Regions from separate parts of the Arachis hypogaea genome. Here region 2 is linked to region 1. A link is a contact called in public Hi-C data. All regions are on one chromosome and are shown on one strand. The core of a region is the stretch at or near the end of the contact, and the rest is flanking DNA. Distances in the headings are between cores, read along the strand shown.

What was found. Hi-C and Micro-C count contacts between places; a contact is called where the count stands out from the background.
Region 2: a Hi-C map of leaf shows a contact between it and region 1, with 6 times the contacts expected there. The contact joins the promoter of LOC112732399 here to the promoter of LOC112732396 in region 1. A contact is called at or near these places in 2 of 8 Hi-C or Micro-C datasets (both in leaf).

What each region holds. Positions count from the first base shown.
Region 1 is chr13:93,533,654-93,537,146 of arahy.Tifrunner.gnm2.J5K5, reverse strand. It overlaps LOC112732396 (short-chain dehydrogenase TIC 32 A, chloroplastic), which reads left to right and starts at 1,545. Exons shown (of 8, transcript XM_025781109.3): 1 at 1,545-2,217; 2 at 2,298-2,529; 3 at 2,631-2,710; 4 at 2,781-2,940; 5 at 3,024-3,105; 6 at 3,206-3,293; 7 at 3,418-3,464. The coding sequence starts at 2,097.
Region 2 is chr13:94,232,599-94,236,091 of arahy.Tifrunner.gnm2.J5K5, reverse strand. It overlaps LOC112732399 (luminal-binding protein 5), which reads left to right and starts at 1,907. Exons shown (of 8, transcript XM_025781110.3): 1 at 1,907-2,268; 2 at 2,809-3,076; 3 at 3,163-3,377; 4 at 3,482-3,493. The coding sequence starts at 2,214.

The sequences.
Region 1 (3,493 bases), core at 296-2,795:
CTGAACAGAACACCATTCATGTTGTGAATAAAATGTGATAAACATTCAATCAACAACAAAAGTATTTCTGCATGAAAAAAGACTCAATTGAACTCACTAACAATCAAGTGAATCAAAATGATCAACTCCACTGAACTGAATGAAAATAAGAACACATTTCCATTCATATGCCCTAGTTATGCAAAAAAAATTGATTCAGAATAAGTCGATCTGCTAAACGAAGCAACTCAATCTAGTAAAACTAAAATGCAACTAGGAGAAACGCGAGATTGCGAGATTTTAAATGAACAGTAGTTTTTATCATAACTTTCGCAGTCTCTATTGTTGTTTTCGTTTATTTTTTCTTCTTTCTTTCGAAATCTTCTCGTGATTCTTGAGTAGATTTTGAGAGATTCGAAATTCTCCCATAGCGGTTTCAAAGTTAAAGAATGAACATTTTTTCATAATGAAGCGCGAATGAATGTTAAACGTTTTCGGGGTTTGAGCGTGTGTAATATATACTCATTTAATGAGATTAGATTTTTTTGGTGTTAGACCACCTCGGATGAACTTGAATGAAAATTTATATAAATGTATAGCATGACTCTATCTAGTAAAATATAGAATGATATATATTAAGAGTAATGCTATAAGACTGATATAATTTAATATTTTTTGTCGATCATTAATTATTAATATTTAAAAATATCAATTAAAAATATAATATTAAATTATTGAATTAAAATATTAGATTATTGATAAAAAATAATTATCAATATAAATTAAAATTATTGATCCTTAAACTTTTCTCATATACTAATATGTGGTAATAGTATAGCCAGGAAAAAGAGCTGTAAAAATTAGGAATGAACAAAAAAGTCGGTCACAAAATACATCTAGATTTAGATTTTTTTTTTTTTTAAGGTGTGTTTAGCTTGTAATTTTTTTGTTTTAATTTTTAACTTTTTTTTTTTGTAAAATTTGTGGGAAAAAAAAAAAGCAATAAATTTTTATTATGTTATTTTTTCTTCATAAAATCTTTAAAATAAAAAATATTAAAAATAAAAATAAAAAATAAAAATACAAACTAAATACATCGTAAATTTGTTAATAAATTTATCAGATTTGTCTAAATCATTTAAGATATAAATAAATATATAAACAATTTTTTGTATAATCAAAAGTTTATTATGAAACTTTAGTATTTTAAATTTGTTATATTTTATTATAAATAATTTTTATATTTTAAAAGATTTTGAAAATTTAGATATTATTGAGGATTTTGCATTTGATATATTATTATAAAAAATATTATGTGTATATAAAAAAATAATTATTATATATTTGTGTATAAATATATATATATATATATATATATATTTAATTTATTTTTAATATATATTATATTTTTAATGTGTATTATGTACATGTATATGAATTTTGATAATTAATCTTTTTATAGATGTAATATAGTTGTGTGTGTGTGTATATATATATATATATATAATAATTGCCAAATCTTTTAGCAGACTTTAGGCTAAATTTATTAGTTGCAAAATAAGATTAACAGATTAAAAATCAAACTCATGCAAGGTTGCAAAGTTGGCGTGATGAAGCCTGTCACGCCCCTTAGTACTATCCTATATATGTGTATGTAAGCTTTCATGGGCTTATTTAGTAGGCGTCTGTTGATTCTTTTCTCTATGCACAATATTAATCAATCCACACTCCCCACCCCCACTGATGACAGCACTATTCAGCTAACTCATCCAATTCAAGAGAGGACCATTCATGCTTCTCTCTCTCTCTCTCTCTCTCTCTCTGATCACTTGTCACTTTTATCCTTCTTTCCCTCTTTTATCCTCCTTTCGCTATTCCTCTTTCGCTCTCTCTTCTTATCTGCATGTACGCTAGACAAATAGAGAGAGAGAGATATCAATGCACAGAAGCCTACCTAACTAGCATCTGCAAAATCAATTCAAAAGACATACACCTTTCCGATTCCAACTTTAATTAATCACTCTCTCTCACCACACCACACCACACACCACTACAAGAACAAGGAAGACATTAAACAGTTTCTATCTACCAACCAAACCACAAGAGTTAAAGTTAAGATGCTGGAAACAGTTAAATACCTGATAGGGTCGCCGGGTCCAAGCGGGTTCGGGTCCAAGTCCAACGCCGAACAAGTCACGGAAAACTCCGATCTGCGCTCACTCACGGCCATTATTACCGGTATATATTTCTATGTAATGTAATTCTTATTTAAGCCATGTATGTGTGCTTAGGCTCTCTCTCTCTCTATACATTATTAGGTGCCACGTCAGGAATAGGAGCTGAAACGGCAAGGGTTCTGGCGAAACGAGGAGCGAGGCTGGTTCTGCCAGCGCGGAGCCTGAAAGCCGCGGAAGATACAAAGGCTCGCATAGTATCGGAGTTTCCAGATGCTGACGTCATGGTTATGCCGCTCGACCTCAGTTCTCTCACTTCTGTTAGGAACTTCGTGGCTCACTTCCACTCTCTCCGTTTGCCCCTCAATCTCCTCATGTTTGTAACATGCAGACAAACTTCCCCATTTTATTTTCTCTATATTCCTTATCTCAAAAAAAGGAACGAGTCTTTCTCATCCGTGATTTTAATTTGAATAGAAACAACGCTGGCAAGTTTGCACATGAGCATGCCATCTCGGAGGATGGCCTTGAAATGACCTTCGCCACTAATTATCTAGGTAACTAATGACTAACTAACTAACAGTATAATTAATTGGAATTGGAATTATATTAATTATGGATGGGCAGGTCATTTTTTGTTAACAAAGCTTTTATTGAAGACGATGATCGAGACGGCAGAGAAGACAGGGGTGCAAGGGAGGATAGTGAACGTGTCGTCGAGCATCCACGCTTGGTTTTCCGGTGATGTCATCTCATATTTAGCCTCTATTAGCCGCAACAACAAAAGGTATAATATATACGTGGGTGTTTAATTTGGTTTGAATTGAAGTTGAAGAAGCTTAGCTTGTCCTATATGTGTTCCCCATCCAGCCATTACGACGCCACACGTGCTTATGCTCTTTCCAAGCTCGCCAACGTCTTCCACACCAACCAACTTGCTCGCAAGCTCCAGGTCTTACTCATTTAATTTAATAATGTATCGGATCTATCCATCTCAAACGTCACATTATTTGTTTGTCTTTAATTAATTAGTTTTAGAATCGAATTTGCAGCAAATGGGGGCGAACGTGACAGTGAACTGTGTGCACCCGGGGATCGTGAGAACCAGACTCACTAGAGAGCGTGAGGGATTACTCACAGGTAATTAGTTGGATACAACCAAAACATTAATCATCTCCTTCACTACAGTTTCCCCCTTTTTAATATGATTTTTACTACTCCTCAGTCCTCACTCATCCTTGGGATTCTCTTTTCCCTTTTTTAGATATAGTTTTCTTTTTGGCTTCCAAGCTCTTAAAGACCATTCCACAGGTAAAAAAATTAGTAATAATGCCTTTCTA
Region 2 (3,493 bases), core at 658-3,157, 700 kb before region 1:
AGGCCTGAATCTAGTTAACTGGAAAGTGTTGGTCACTCCTAAGAAGTTTGGAGGTCTGGGAATTAGAGATCCTTTTTGTGCCAATATTGCTCTTCTTGGAAAACTAGTTTGGCAACTTTTTCACCATCCCGACAAGCTATGGGTTCAACTGTTGACAGAGAAATACCATTCTTCTAAGGCTGATTGTTTTAGTCGGTCTCGAGGAAGGGGATCTTATGTTTGGAAGAGTATATGTCGAGCTTGGGATATCCTGAAGGAAGGTTTTAGTTGGTGCATTGGGATTTGGAACAGAACTTTTGGTTTTCTAAATGGAGAAGAGAGGGGCGACTATGTCAGGAGATGGATTATGTTCACATTTCTGATTCGGATCTCAGGATCTTGGACCTTTGGTCATCTGGACAGTGGAACCTTGAGAATATCTATTCTCATCTGAATCAGTCTCTGCAGAGCAACATTAACTCTTACAACCCAGATGTTCAAGCTGGTTCAGAGGTCGGTTGGTGTTGGACTGGTGCGGCCTCAAAGGTTTATGATGCTCATAGTGGTTATTTGTGGCTCAGTAAGAAGATGTTTAGTTGGGAGGATAGGGGTAATTGGCTTTGGCTTTGGCGTCAACATGTTCCAGAAAAGCACAAATTTTTGGCTTGGCTATGTCTTCGGGAGGCTCTTCCTACTGCTGCATTTCGTTTTAGGAGGGGCATTTCGCACACGGATAGCTGTCCACGATGTTTCTCAGGTCAGAAATCGGTTTTACATTGTATTCGGGATTGTCCAAAAGCCCAACTTGTTTGGCAAGCTTTAGGGATCTCCGATCAACCAGTGGATTTGATGAGTTGGTTCTTATATAATAGCAAACAGCGCCCTTTTAGATTCTTTTCTGGTCTCTGGTGGATTTGGTATTCGAGAAATAACGAGATCTTTCATCCTCACGAGCATTGGACCACAGACAAGGTGATTGGTATGGCTTTGTCCTTAGAAAAGGAGCTCCAAAATATTTTTGAGTTGCAACGACTATCTATCCCCTCAACCATTAGTGGCTCTTGGATTCCCCCCTTAGTGGGTACCTTTAAGATTAATTGTGATGCTAGCTATTCTGGCAGTGGTGCTCGAGTTAGTTTTGCTTGTGTTAGCAGAGATTGGAAGGAAAGGTGGCAACGAGGCTGTCTGGGAACAATTGAGAGTCGTAGCATTTTGCAAGGAGAGTTGTTTGCTATTTGGAGAGGCTTTCTTTTAGCATGGGACTCGGGACAAAGAGACATTATATGTGAGACAGACTGTGTGGAAGCATTTACTATTGTCAATAATTTACAAGATTGCTCTGGGTTTATTAATCCTTTGGTGTTAGAAATCCGAGATATCATGTCTTGGAAATGGCGTGCTGATCTTCGGTTGATCTTGAGAGATGCAAATACAGTAGCAGACATCATGGCAAAGACTGCAATGAGGACTATTTCTCCCCAAGTGGAGCTTCCATTGCCTTGGAAGGAGTTTGAGAGTAGTATTCAGTGGGACTACCTTTCTTAAGGAGTTTCTTGTTTTTTTTTCTTTCTTAGTTTTTGTTTATTTTCTTTTAAGTTACCAAAAAAAAAATAAAGTAAGAATGTTTAATATTTTTTATAAAATTAAATAAAAAATATTTTTTTATTTTTATTTAATTAAAGGGTATATTAATAAAGTGGTGATATAATATATATTTAAAAAAATAAAATTAAATATTGATGTGAAAAATAAATTTCACGTGACTTATTATTACTTGTCCATATTTTAAATATATGGATACGTATGAATTTATCATGTTATTGAAGCAATCACCAAAACACAAATATCTTTTGCATATAATAAAAAATGAGTCACGAAATAATTCTCAAAGATTTTTTATAAATAAAAATAATTTGAAATTTTGTATGAGCGAGTTAACAAGGTATGACGTGTTTGGAGGTACTCCTAAACGCAAGGACGAATACTATTGGGCAAAACGATTCATTGAGGAGCTTCAATTGGTCCACGTCAGCATGAATGACATGCTCCAAGTCTCGCTGTAGTCGGGAGTGACCAGTATAAAATGCGAAGGGCAAACGGGGCGTACCATTTTTCATTCAATAAACGAAAACCAATCTAACAAACCAGCCATCAACTTGGCCACCAGAAAACCCAACACCACCGTTAACAACCACTTCACCGTTTACAGAGCGCAACTACAACACGGTGACGCCATGACTGGCTCGTGGGCTCGCGGGTCTCTCATTGTTCTCGCCATCGTTTCCCTCGGTAATTACTAATTAGATCTCTCTCTCTCTCTCTCTCTCTCTCTCTCTCTCTCCGTTCCCATACTTTCCCCTGCATTGTTTCGATCTACGATATTCATGGATCACTTCTTTTCACTTAGTAGATAGTGTTTGGATCTTACTGCGGTAGCTTCTTATTCTGATGTGACTGACAGAACACCTCGAAATTCAAATTACTATTAAGCGAAGCACAAATGTCTTAAGAAATATTCTTCAAACTCTTCTTTTTTTTTTTTTTCTTTTGTCAGGGTTTAGATTGCACGCATAAACTTAAATTGATCGTGTACTGTAGTTTGTTATTTTTCATGAATTAAAATAGAAACAGCTATGTAATATTCCTCTTCCTCGATTACTTATTGATAATACGTATCTGTTTGTTACTTATATCTTCAGATCATAGATTTCAATTCTCTAAGAGAAGAAAGATGTCTTTGTATAATGCCGTTACATGATTTGATTATACATCTCATTTGGCAATCAGAGTTTGTGTTGCAATTAACGTTGAGAATGTTCCATTTCACAGGATGTATGTTTGCAATTTCCATTGCAAAAGAGGAAGCAACCAAGTTGGGTACAGTTATTGGGATAGATCTTGGAACAACTTATTCTTGTGTTGGTGTTTATAAGAATGGCCATGTTGAGATCATAGCCAATGACCAGGGTAACCGTATCACCCCATCATGGGTTGCTTTCACCGACAGCGAGAGACTGATCGGGGAGGCTGCCAAGAATCAGGCAGCTGTCAACCCCGAAAGGACCATCTTTGATGTCAAGAGGCTTATTGGAAGAAAGTGAGGACTGAGGAATATTCATGTTGTTAATTTATGTTAATTAATCAGACTTCTTGGACATATAACTCACGTGTATGTATTTACAGGTTTGAAGATAAGGAAGTCCAAAGAGACATGAAGCTTGTGCCATATAAGATTGTGAACAAGGATGGGAAACCTTACATACAGGTAAAGATTAAAGATGGTGAGACCAAGGTGTTCAGCCCTGAGGAAATCAGTGCCATGATTTTGACTAAGATGAAGGAAACAGCTGAAGCATTCCTTGGAAAGAAAATCCATGATGCAGTTGTCACTGTCCCTGGTAAGTCCACCAAATTATGATTGATTTCTCATGCCATCTCGATTGTTAGATTCCTGCTTTTTGACTTTATTCTAATTTTTGTCATTTTCTTTTCAAATGTACAGCTTACTTCAATG